Regions from separate parts of the Triticum aestivum genome. Here region 1 is linked to region 2. Evidence: chromatin contacts called from public Hi-C data. All regions are on one chromosome and are shown on one strand. Each heading gives the region's core, a stretch centred on a gene start, on an enhancer-like site or on the middle of the called end of the contact. The rest is flanking DNA. Distances are from core to core; before and after follow the strand shown.

The links. Hi-C and Micro-C count contacts between places; a contact is called where the count stands out from the background.
Region 1: a Hi-C map of leaf shows a contact between it and region 2, with 3 times the contacts expected there. The contact joins the promoter of LOC123085393 here to the promoter of LOC123085390 in region 2. A contact is called at or near these places in 2 of 5 Hi-C or Micro-C datasets (both in leaf).

Annotation. Positions count from the first base shown.
Region 1 is chr4A:99,889,303-99,895,239 of IWGSC CS RefSeq v2.1, reverse strand. It overlaps LOC123085393 (LRR receptor-like serine/threonine-protein kinase FEI 1), which reads right to left and starts at 1,401. Exons shown (of 14, transcript XM_044507024.1): 1 at 1,099-1,401; 2 at 425-629; 3 at 198-333. The coding sequence starts at 518.
Region 2 is chr4A:99,020,152-99,025,492 of IWGSC CS RefSeq v2.1, reverse strand. It overlaps LOC123085390 (SH3 domain-containing protein 2), which reads right to left and starts at 3,699. Exons shown (of 10, transcript XM_044507019.1): 1 at 2,993-3,699; 2 at 2,472-2,588; 3 at 1,224-1,293; 4 at 955-1,103; 5 at 506-607; 6 at 68-265. The coding sequence starts at 3,052. LOC123085391 (protein ENHANCED DOWNY MILDEW 2) reads right to left here. Exons shown (of 10, transcript XM_044507020.1): 8 at 5,117-5,341; 9 at 4,959-5,030; 10 at 4,376-4,873. The coding sequence ends at 4,759.

The DNA.
Region 1 (5,937 bases), core at 152-2,651, 870 kb before region 2:
GAGTGACCTTATGGCAATGCAACTCAAAATACTGAATATGAATAGAAACTAGGAAATGGTGTCCAAAATATGAACACCAAATAACTGAAGCAAAACAGTGAGTGGATAGGTTAAGAAGTTGAGCAAATGACAGAGTTAATATACAGAGTTTTTTTCGAAAAGGAAGTTAATATACAGAGTGGTTTTCTGTTTCTTACAGATAGATCACTCTCTTGCTGTGACGATCGCATTTAACACCCTTCCAGTTGCAGGGATCCGCGTCTTGTTCGTGCCAATTTAGAAAGACCCCATCTGAATTTGTGATTGCCTTCTTAAAGGCGAGAAGTGCTTCACCTGTATGAAACAGTTGGTGCAAGATCAGTATTGGATAAGCAGAAAAAACAAATCAAATGGCCCGTGAGCAGCCACAACCATCATCACATACCATCTGAACTTAGCGCTCTTGCTGCACGAGCCCCCCAGTGCAGGATGATCAGAATAAAGAGGAAACTGGGCTGTTTTCTGAGAAAAAAGCCCATTTGTCACCACCTGGTGGAGCATACAAGGGTGACTAGAGCATGTTCCAGAGGTCATGAATGAGGATATACGGTATGCATCTTTACAATCGGGGAGAACCCAACCAACCAACCCTGCAATGGTGAAAAGCAAAACAAATCAACAATCATATAGTAACAAATTAAAGACGCGCTCAGGGAAAAATCTTAAGGCTTGAACGGCGGAGAAAAAATAGCAGATCAAATGCAGTACTTTTCGAGATAACGGTATCCGGGGCTTTCGCACGAAATTGGCGGCCATGATATGGGAGCTAACTTTTTTTTCGAGATGGTATGGGAACTAACTGAAGCAACATTTTCGGTCTTTTTATGCAAAAAAACAATCCTTTCAGGCCAACTGAACTAGCTGCCTTCAAGCATCTGACTTCGAGATTCCCCAAATCCAAGAAAATAAATCTACAGGGCGGAAGAATTAGGCAGGCTGGTTTCTCAAATCGGGAACCGGGAGCGGATCTAGATGGCGTGAGCGGCACGCCCGGAGCGGAAATCCTGGAGCTGGGTGGGGTTTAGCTAAGAGCATCACTGGATGGGAATGAGCCCATACCTCAAACCCTCAGCGGGGCGGAGAGAGCAGGAGCGCGATCTTGCGGCGAGGAGGGCGGCGGCGACGCTAGGCTGCTACGGCGCGGCGGCCGGCGGTAGAGCCACGTTGGGTTGGGATTGGTGGGTCAGGGGCTCAGGGCTCGAGGAGGAAGAGGAGCTCGGGGAACAGAGGTACCGACGATTAGCGGTGGGGGAGATGGAGGATGTGAGCTAGGGAGTGGGGAGAAGCGGCGCTGGGTGTGGTGTGGTGTGGTCACTGTGGTGGTGGTGGTGAGCAGAGCTGAGAGCACTGAGCACTGGGCAGAGTGAGGGGGGAGGGTAAATGGGTCCGAGGAGATTAGGCAGCCGGTGGTGTGGCGTGGCGCCGTGGCGGTGGGTGCGGGAGTGGGACTGGAGCTGGAGCGAGTAGTCGTAGCAGTGAGCGTGAGAGAGTGCGGTTTTGTCCGCGCACGGCGTCAGCGACGGCGGCACACGGGACGGAACGGGACGAACGGCTAATCGCTCAGTTACCACTTACCAGATTGCCTTGCATGATACTATACGGAATTTGTCTGATTAGATTTATTTATTTTATCTTTTTGTTAGATAAAATAGTGCTTAGAGCAAGTTCGTTGTCCGTATTGCTGTTTAGCAGCTATCATTGGGTTAAAGGTGTTTGTACTTATACCCCAGAAAATGGGCTTGTATTATGGCACGCAAAGTGACAACGACATCTCTCTTCACTTGGACGAGAAAAGCGACGGATTCTTTGCTGCGGAGAGGGCTTTAAAAAAAATCAAAACAAACCTTAAACTTGTAGACGAAAGATAAATCGGATCCTGAACTCCCAATCCCTGAAATCAACACACCGAATTCATTGATTTCGGACTATTTTGAACCTTGAGATGTCGATATTTTAGATGTGTGTGTGTGTCTATCTTTTTTCATAGTGTGTGTCTATCTTTTTTCATATATTGTACTCCCTCCGTCACATAATATAAGAACGTTTTTGACACTACACTAGTATCAAAAAAGTTCTTATATTATGGGACGGAGGGAGTAGATGTTGATATTTTTTAATATAAGTTTGATCAAACTTTGCAAAGTTTGACTTGACGCAAATCTAATATGCAGAGTAAAAATGACCGGAGGGAGTAGTGGCTTTCATCCTACGATCTGTAGCGCTCGTTTTCGATCCCTGCAGCACGCTTTTCATTTTCTTACATTTTTAACTGGAGCGAACACTAATGGGCCGACCCATTGCGACTAGTGGGTGCGAAAGGACGGTAATTTGCCCTGAAAAAAAAATCTCCCTCAACCGCAATCAACAATCCCGGCTTTAATTTGCCACATCAGCAATCCCTGTTTGGGAATACTCTCAGGGTTTAAAATAGGCCGGGATCAATGAATTCGGTGTGCTGATTTCAGGGATTCGGAGTTGAGGCTTCGATTTAGCTTTCTTATACAAGTTCAAGGTTTGTTTTGGACCTTTTCCTCTCTTTTTTTGCACGAAGAGGGCTCATATGTGTTAGAGATATATGTGGTATTTAGAGATTGTTCAAGATTAGATAGGAATTGTTTTCATATTATCTCTAGGAGGTGTCTTGCCATCCAAATCTTGTACTCAATATATACTCGCCCTCGAGGCTCAATAATACATCAATGATTCCATCAATTCCCCCTCTCCATCTACATGGTATCAGTCTAACCCCGATCCAAACCCAGCCGCCGCCGCCGCATAGCACTACACCACCCCCGGGGCGGTCAATCTCCATGATCGCCATCGGGGGACACGTCGCCCGTACCTAGGGTTCGTCCGCCGGTCGTGTTAACTGGCTACCCTAGAGTCTTTTTTTCTCGATTGAAAGTGCAACTATCCCCGGGTGGTTTTGGTAATTCCTAACAACATATAGCTCATTGAGCTAACATTATTCCAAGATTAATATTTCAGAAAAATCTCAATGAATGGCATGGCATGGATGAGGAAAGTGGATCCCTCAAAATTCTAAGGACAAAAAGTTTGGCTCAAGCTTCAAGATCAAGACTCTACATTTTATATTTTAGTGATCCAAGATCACATTGAGTCTATAGGAAAAGCCAATACTATCAAAGAGGGATGAGGTGTTGCTTAATGGCTTGCTTGCTCAAAGTGCTTAGTGATATGCTCCAAAACCCTCAACTACCTTCCCACATCCACATATGACCTAAACCAAAAGTCAAACTCGGCCCCACCGATTCTTTCTATCCGGCGCCACCGAGTTTCAAATGTCATAGCCACTGCCACAAACCCTAGCAATTCGGTTTCACCGATAGGGATCTCGGTCTCACCGAGATGGGATTGTAATCTCTTTGTTTCCCTTCGTAACGTTTCGGTCTTACCGAGATGAGCGATCGGTCCCACTGAGATTGCAATGTAAACTCTCTGTTTTCCTTTTGTAACATTTCGGTCTCACCGAGATGAACGAATCGGTCCCACCGAGTTTACCTGACCAACTCTCTGGTTAGCTTCCCTGTTCAAGAATTCGTCCGATTAACCAGTTAACTTGCCGATTAATCCCTACTCATAGGGTCACCGAGTAACGGATAAACCGATAAACCGTCCGATTAATTGATTAAATGGCCGATTAACTTGCCGATTAGCCTATTAATCCCCTACTCGTCAGCCAATCGAGCAGCTACCAGTTAACGATTTCCTCAACAATGGTTAGCTTGTTACCAAAATCGGTCCCATCGAGTTTGTGTAATCGGTCACACCGAGATTACGTTATGCCCTAACCCTAACCATATCGGTCCTACCGAGTTGCATCTCAGTCCCACCGAAAATCCTCACGGTCACTAGGTTTGCTGAATCGGTCCGACCGAGTTTAACCATTCGGTCCCATCAAGTTTGGCAAATTGTGTGTAACGGTTAGATTCTGTGTGGAGGGTATATATACCCCTTCACCCACTCTTCATTCGTGGAGAGAGCCATCAGAACATACCTACACTTCCAATACACATTTTCTGAGAGAGAACCACCTACACTTGTGTTGAGATCAAGATATTCCATTCCAACCATATGAATCTTGATCTCTAGCCTTCCCCAAGTTGCTTTCCACTCAAATCTTCTTTCCACCAAATCCAAATCCCGTGAGAGAGAGTTGAGTGTTGGGGAGACTATCATTTGAAACACAAGAGCAAGGAGTTCATCATCAACACACCATTTGTTACTTCTTGGAGAGTGGTGTCTCCTAGATTGGCTAGGTGTCACTTGGGAGCCTCTGACAAGATTGTGGAGTTGAACCAAGGAGTTTGTAAGGGCAATGAGATCGCCTACTTCGTGAAGATCTACCGCTAGTGAGGCAAGTCCTTCGTGGGCGACGGCCATGATGGAATAGACAAGGTTGCTTCTTCATGGACCCTTCGTGGGTGGAGCCCTCCGTGGACTCGCGCAACCGTTACCCTCCGTGGGTTGAAGTCTCCATCAACGTGGATGCACGATAGCACCACCTATCGGAACCACGACAAAAACATCTGTGTCTCCAATTGCATTTGAATCCTCCAAACCATTCCCTTTACATTCTTGCAAGTTGCATGCTTTACTTTCCGCTGCTCATATACTCTTTTGCATGCTTGCTTAAATTGTGTGAAGATTGCTTGACTTGTGCTAAGACAGCTAAAATCTGCCAAGAACTAAAATTGGGAAAAGGCTAGATTTTTATTTGGTCAAGTAGTCTAATCACCCCCTCCCTCTAGACATACTTTCGATCCTACATCGATCATTTGATATGGATTTCTCTCTCTCTCTCTCTCTCTCTCTCTCTCTCTCATCGGTCGCATTGATCGGTGTTTCTTTTTGGTTTTTCGATCTAAATCAGTTTGCGTCCTCTGCCACCGTCGTCGACCCCACGCGCCTCTACTCCAACACCGGTGCGACCACCCAGCATCGGCCAGATTGTTGATCCCACGGCATTATTATCTTTCCTTGACGCCTACTCTGGTTATCATCAGATCTTCATGGCCAAGGAAGATGAGGAGAAAACCGCATTCATCACTTCATGTGGCACATACTGCTTCATGTGTATGCCTTTCATATTGAAGAGTGCTCGTTCAAAATTTGCAAGAGCAGTCCAGATTGGTTTTGAGCCTCAGCAGCACAGAAATGTGGAACCCTATATGGATGATATAGTGGTCAAAACCAAGGACAAATCAACCCTCATTCAAGATTTAAAAGAAACATTTGCAGGTATGCGCAAGATCAACTTGAAGCTCAAGCCTGAGAAGTGTGTGTTTGGCGTTCCTTCTAGCAAACTTCTTGGGTTTTTTTGTATCTCAATGTGGAACTGAAGCAAATCCCGACAAGATCAAAGCCATTGAGTAGATAGAAGCACCCAAGCACGTCAAGGATGTGCGACGTCTTGCTGACTGCGTAGCTGCACTAAGCAGGTTCATCTCCAAGTCTACTGAGCCCGCCCCGTTGTTTTTAATTTTTTTTAAAAATACAGGTCCAGTGAAATGGACTGCGGAAGCGGAGACCGCACTGCAAGATTTGAAGAAGTATCTCTCCTCTCTGCCAACACTAGTTGCGCCTAGGCGACAAGTGTCATTGTTGCTATACTTGGCGGCAATGAATCAAGTGGTTAGTGTTGCATTAGTGACAGAGAGAGAAGCTGACGAAGAAGAAGCGGCAGCTGCAGAGCCATCAAGCGACAAGTCGGAATCTTCTCTGGCAAGGTCTGGTGCCGACAAGTCGGAATCGACGCAGGAAAATGAAGCAGAAAAACAAGGAGTGACGAAGAAGATGGTGCAGCGCCCAGGTTACTTTGTCAGTTCCCTTCTCCAGGGGGCTAGGTCGAGGTACTCTAGTGTGCAAAAGTTGCTT
Region 2 (5,341 bases), core at 2,450-4,949:
CATACCACAGGAATCTCAACCGTCAACAAAAGTACATATTCTGAAATAACAGTGAGGCGCACCATACCATTGCAAGAAGACGATCGAAGGTAATCTGTTGCTGCTGAGCCTCTACAGCCTCCATAGCTGCCGTTGCTTCCTTTCCTAATGCTGCCAGCGTAGTTCGGAGCTCTGATAATTTTGACTCTGCATGTTGCAGTTTCACCGAATCTGTATTACCACTACTCTCCTTGGACTTCAGTTGCCTTCTAACCACATCAGCTATCTAATAAGAGAAACATTGTCTTTTTAGTATCAGGCAGGGATCTCTGAAGTAGTTACAGTGCTAGGCGAGTAGCTCTGTGATCAGCTGACCACACAGGTTTTTCCAAATGCCACTTTGTTTTGCTATAATTTCTAATTTTATGTATTAGTCCATGGAAGCTAAAGGAGTGAAATCACAGGTACTAACTCCTGGCATAACCACTGCTCTGGAGAAGATAATTTTTCATCTGCTATTCATTACCTGAGACTCCATATCTTGTCTGATCCGTTGATAGCGGTAAGTTAACAAGCGAGCATCTTCAAGAGGAGCACTCATTATCATTTCTCGAAGAGGCTCAAAAACCTGTGGGTAGGAAAAACCAAATGGTTAAACAGCAGCAATACAGCTGAATCAGAAAATGTGATGTCATTACTTAGATGTAATCATAAAGAAGTTATATGTGCATTTTAGAATGCACAAATCATCATATCACATTTGGCATTCACTACTTGCTTTGATACTATTTTGTACTGTAAATTTCAACAGAATAAACCACATCTAGCTTCGGATGACATTCCGCTCAAGGGTAAAAAGGAAAATATATCACAACCTAGATGTTTCGGACTAATAAACATAACGCCATGAAGGCAACATTTGTGATGCTGAGAAACTTATGAAATAGTGAAACTGAGGATGGGAATAGCCATCACCTGCTCTCCAAGAACTCTAAGAAGTTTCTCCCGCTCTATCTCCATTTGGTTGTGGGATTTACCAAACTCAACCGAAGCCTTTCCAAGAACAAAACCAACATTTTGATTGTTGTTTCCATATTTGCAACAATCCTCAGCTAGCTTTTTCACTACAGGAAGAAACATTATAGCTTGACAACATCTCAAAATAGAAGCATATGCACATACAACAACAACAGCAACAACAACAACAGCAACAACAACAATAACAAAAAACAATGTGAAGTTACCTATCTCCATCTGTTTGGTGCTAACAGCAACAAAACCCTCCAGTCCTCGTACAATGGTTCGTTGGAAATGCTACAAAATGAGACACAACCAATTCACTTTACAACAATCGGCTAGACTAGTTATCTTTGAGTCCTTTTACAGTACATTAAATTATTCTATGCCGTTTATTTTTATGATGCAGCGGTTAAGATATAATAACAGTACTACACTTGAATTCTTGTAGTATATTCAGGCATGGAGGGCACTTCGGGCAGTCCAGCATCCAGCTTCTGCTGGTAATCCACGAGCTGGGTGACGGCTGGAGGGATGCCGCCAGAGCTGCTGTTCATGCTGTTGGTGGAGTGGTGGTGGCCCACATTGGGTTGGGGATGAATCGTAGTGGGTGCGGGGTACGCGGGTCTGGGTGCGAGAGCACGCTGCTCTCCATCGCCTGGCCACCAAGCACATCGCCATTGCCTTCCGTCAAGTTCGACGTCCACGCTTGTTTAGGCTTGGATTTGGAATTGGCGTCGAGCGAAACAGTTTTTTGTGGAACTTGGAAGTAGTAATTATATGGTTGGATCAGGACATGGATTGAATGTGTCATATGCACCGTTTCTCTCTGATGTTACAAATCAGTAGTGGAACTGATTCATTTGTGTCCCAAATTCGCTATGTAATATGTGATGTCGTTATGTTATAGCCTGTAAGATCTTTGTGGTAGCCTACATGTAACACGCATCATCCAGCTACTGCTAAGATTAATGACCAGACTAGTGCTAAAGTTTTGCATGGGCTCTTGGATTCCATGCTTCATCATTGTTGGTGTTGAAAAGGGAGACGATGAGCAGCGATTGGCGGCGTCGCCCTCCTCGTCGACCTTCCATGCAGCAGCGTCTCACTTGACAGCAGCGGCGCAAGGGAGGAGCGGGCGTACAGCTGCGCTCGTCACGTGTGGCAGCGATCGTCACATACGGCGGAACTATATTGGGATCGTTCGCAGGGAGGCGAGGTCATGTGGTTGTGATCAGTTAATTTTCCTGTTCTTTCTGGATTAATTAGAGGCATTGAATCGATCAGGCGAGAGCCGCACCCAAAGCTGAGAATATCAGCCTAGTCGGAAATTACCAAGCTATCCTCAAGCTGAGCTTTTAGGCGAACCATATCAATCGTTGGATTAACTTAATACTACACCTAAAACTCAGTAGTACAATGTACCGTAAATAATCTCTTATCTATCACAGGTAACAAACCGAAGGAAGACATACTTTAGCTGCTCTTGTGGTATTATAAAGCTTCTGGAGATTCTGGTGGCACTCAAGTTCAGCTTCATCGACAAGCGAAGTGTCTTGATTATGGCGTGCGCTGAACGTCTTGCGAACCGCCTGCAACATAAATGTAACTCTCTCAAGAATGAAACAGGCAAAGAAGCATGTCATATGATGCTGGAACCCATTCATTCATTCTATTGGACCAAGTAAAATTAGGCACAGCTTCCGAATAAGTGGGTATCCACAGTCAAACGTACAAGAAATGAGTAGGTCCAGATTAGTGTCGGAAACCTAAAGAATAGATATGCAATTCACTCCCTCCCTTCCAATGGCTGCTGTTCTGTTCTCCCAATACAGTGGTCACTACCCATAACCTCAAAATTCTCGAACAAACTCTGTGTGGAATTGACTGGGCAGAAGCAATAGCCGGGGGAAGAACCTCTACTTCCAGCGAAATTCCGGCGACCCGGTGGTCGGCGGGAGGCTGAATTTCTGGAATTTGGGAGAGGAATCCGTACCTGCTGCTGCTTGGCGACGTGCTCCCGCAGCTTGCTGGCCTGCTTCTTGAGCGCCTCCATCCGCGCCGGCCGACCGACCGACCGATAGGATCGATCAAAAGCGAAACGGCGCCTCTCCGGCGGTAGATAGGAATTGGGGAAATAATAGCGGCGCTCGCCACAAAATAGCGAACCCCGGAGGGGAAAAGCAGGGCAGCACTCTCCTGCTACACGACACGACGCGAAGCGCTAGAAGGGGAGGGCGGCGGCGGCGGCGGCGGCGGCACAGCGCTAGGAGGGAGGGAGCAGCAGTAGAGCGAGCAACCGCCCCTCGCCTCTCCGCGGTTTGTTGGGTTGCTGTGGTGGCGGTGACGATGGTGGTGGTGGTGGTGGGGTTGGTGCGGAAGCGGAAGCGGAGGGCAGTAGCTGCTGCCGTGGTCGCTCTGGCGGTAAGGTAAGTAACTGCCTGGCAACCGCAACCGAGGCGGCGGCGGCGGGCACGGAGCGCGCCGGCCGACGACGGTGACGGCTGCCGACCAAACTGTAGAGCGAACCGCTAAGCTGGACCGTAGAAATGGGGGTGTTCCGGTTTCTAGAGAAAGCGAGAACGCTGGACCTGTGACGGGATTGACCCGGAGCGTCGAGCCGAACCGCGCGTTACTCCCACGCCATTGGGGGTGCGCCGTGCCGTGCGCGTGGGAGGTGGGACTGACTGGGGGTGCGCGCGTAGAGAGCGACCCGACGCGACGGGGAGCGTAGGGGCGAGTGAACCGAAAGTGGCGGAGGAGTGGACTTCACTTGGTGCCGTACGTCCCGCCGAACAGTGCCTGCCTGCCGGTGGGAGGGACGAGCGGCCGGCGGCCATCCTCGCGGCGGCCCGCAGCTTATCTAATCTGCAACGGACAAAATCTTTGCATTTTGTTCCACTCGCCGGCCATCGTGCTCGTTGTTTGTTTAAGACGCCGGCCATTCCGCCGACGACACCACCAGGGATGAGACGATGCTGGTGGCCGGCTTTTGACTGCTGCCGGCCAGCCAAGCGCTCTTGTGCTCGGTCGCTCTCGCGTCGGCGTAGGCGCGTGGCTCCGCGAGGTCAAGCCTACCCCGTCATCTAATCTCATCTCACCAGTAAAATATTTGAGACCGTCGCGTCGTGTCATCTCAACCGAGTGCTTCCTGAGGTAAGCTCTCAGAGTCGCTTAACTCGCCACGTTGCAATCCATCCCGGTCACGACAGATTCAGCAAAGCACTGGCCAAACAGAAGAATGATAGGCTCAACTGTAAACAATGCGGCCCAGCAAAGTGTCGCCCTCAGGTGAGCTGGCCCAAATGGGCACCTGTATGTGACCTGCATCCATCATCACAGCAACCAAATGAAACTAGCATCAGAAGCACCAACCAGATAAGGGCAAGGGAGGAAAGACCCCTGCCGGTGACATGCCAGCACATTTCTATCATGATGATTCGCATCTGCGTCGTCTTAATCGCGGTTCACACAACCTGATTGATGTCCAAATTCTGGCAATGTAAGAAATAACAATGTCACGACACACCCCCACAACCAATACGGTTTCACTGTCACCGGACACAAAACCACATCAAACACATGAATGTTGCAGGACTGCAGATAATGTTATCTGTCATAGACGACGCCAAGGCTTTCAGTTCACTCTCTCTGCAATTCGCCGAGAGCCCAAGACAGGCTTCCTTTCTCCAACATGTTGGGAGATAAATCATGGAGGGAAGCCACCACAGGTCCGGCCATATTTTTCGCAACAGGAACACTTCACTTGTTCCCATCCTCGACACTTTGGTTTTCAGCCGCACCTTTAGGTTTTTCTTCTCGAAACTTAATATGATTCCTCTTTGCACTTCTGAGATTTTCTACCATCTCATGATCCCTGCAAAGATTTTGCACTTGTCACAAACTCTGAAACTAAAACAGACAGACACAGAGAATGGCGAAAGGACGACGGCAAAAATTACCCGCAATAGAACACAGTCCCTCCCGCAGTCTCCCATATCCTTTGTATGTTGCCTTCACCACCAAACATTTCCCTACAATACAAACACAAAGGGTCAATGAAAGAAGATACATCAAAGCACACAATATCAACACGAGCTATCCGATACATAAATCATACCTTGGCAAGCACTTCCGATGAAATGCTTTGGGGCAGCGCCTGCATAGCACCAAGTTCATTTCCCATGTTCCCCTTCCCTTTGATTGTCCTCTTGTTTTATTACCCTCCGATGTTGCATGTTTTTTCCTGCACGTTTCCTTTCCCTTTGTTTTTCCTGTCATTTTGTTATCCTCCGAAGTTGCATTTTTTTTCTTGCACGAGTAACATTCATGCATAGGGCATGCA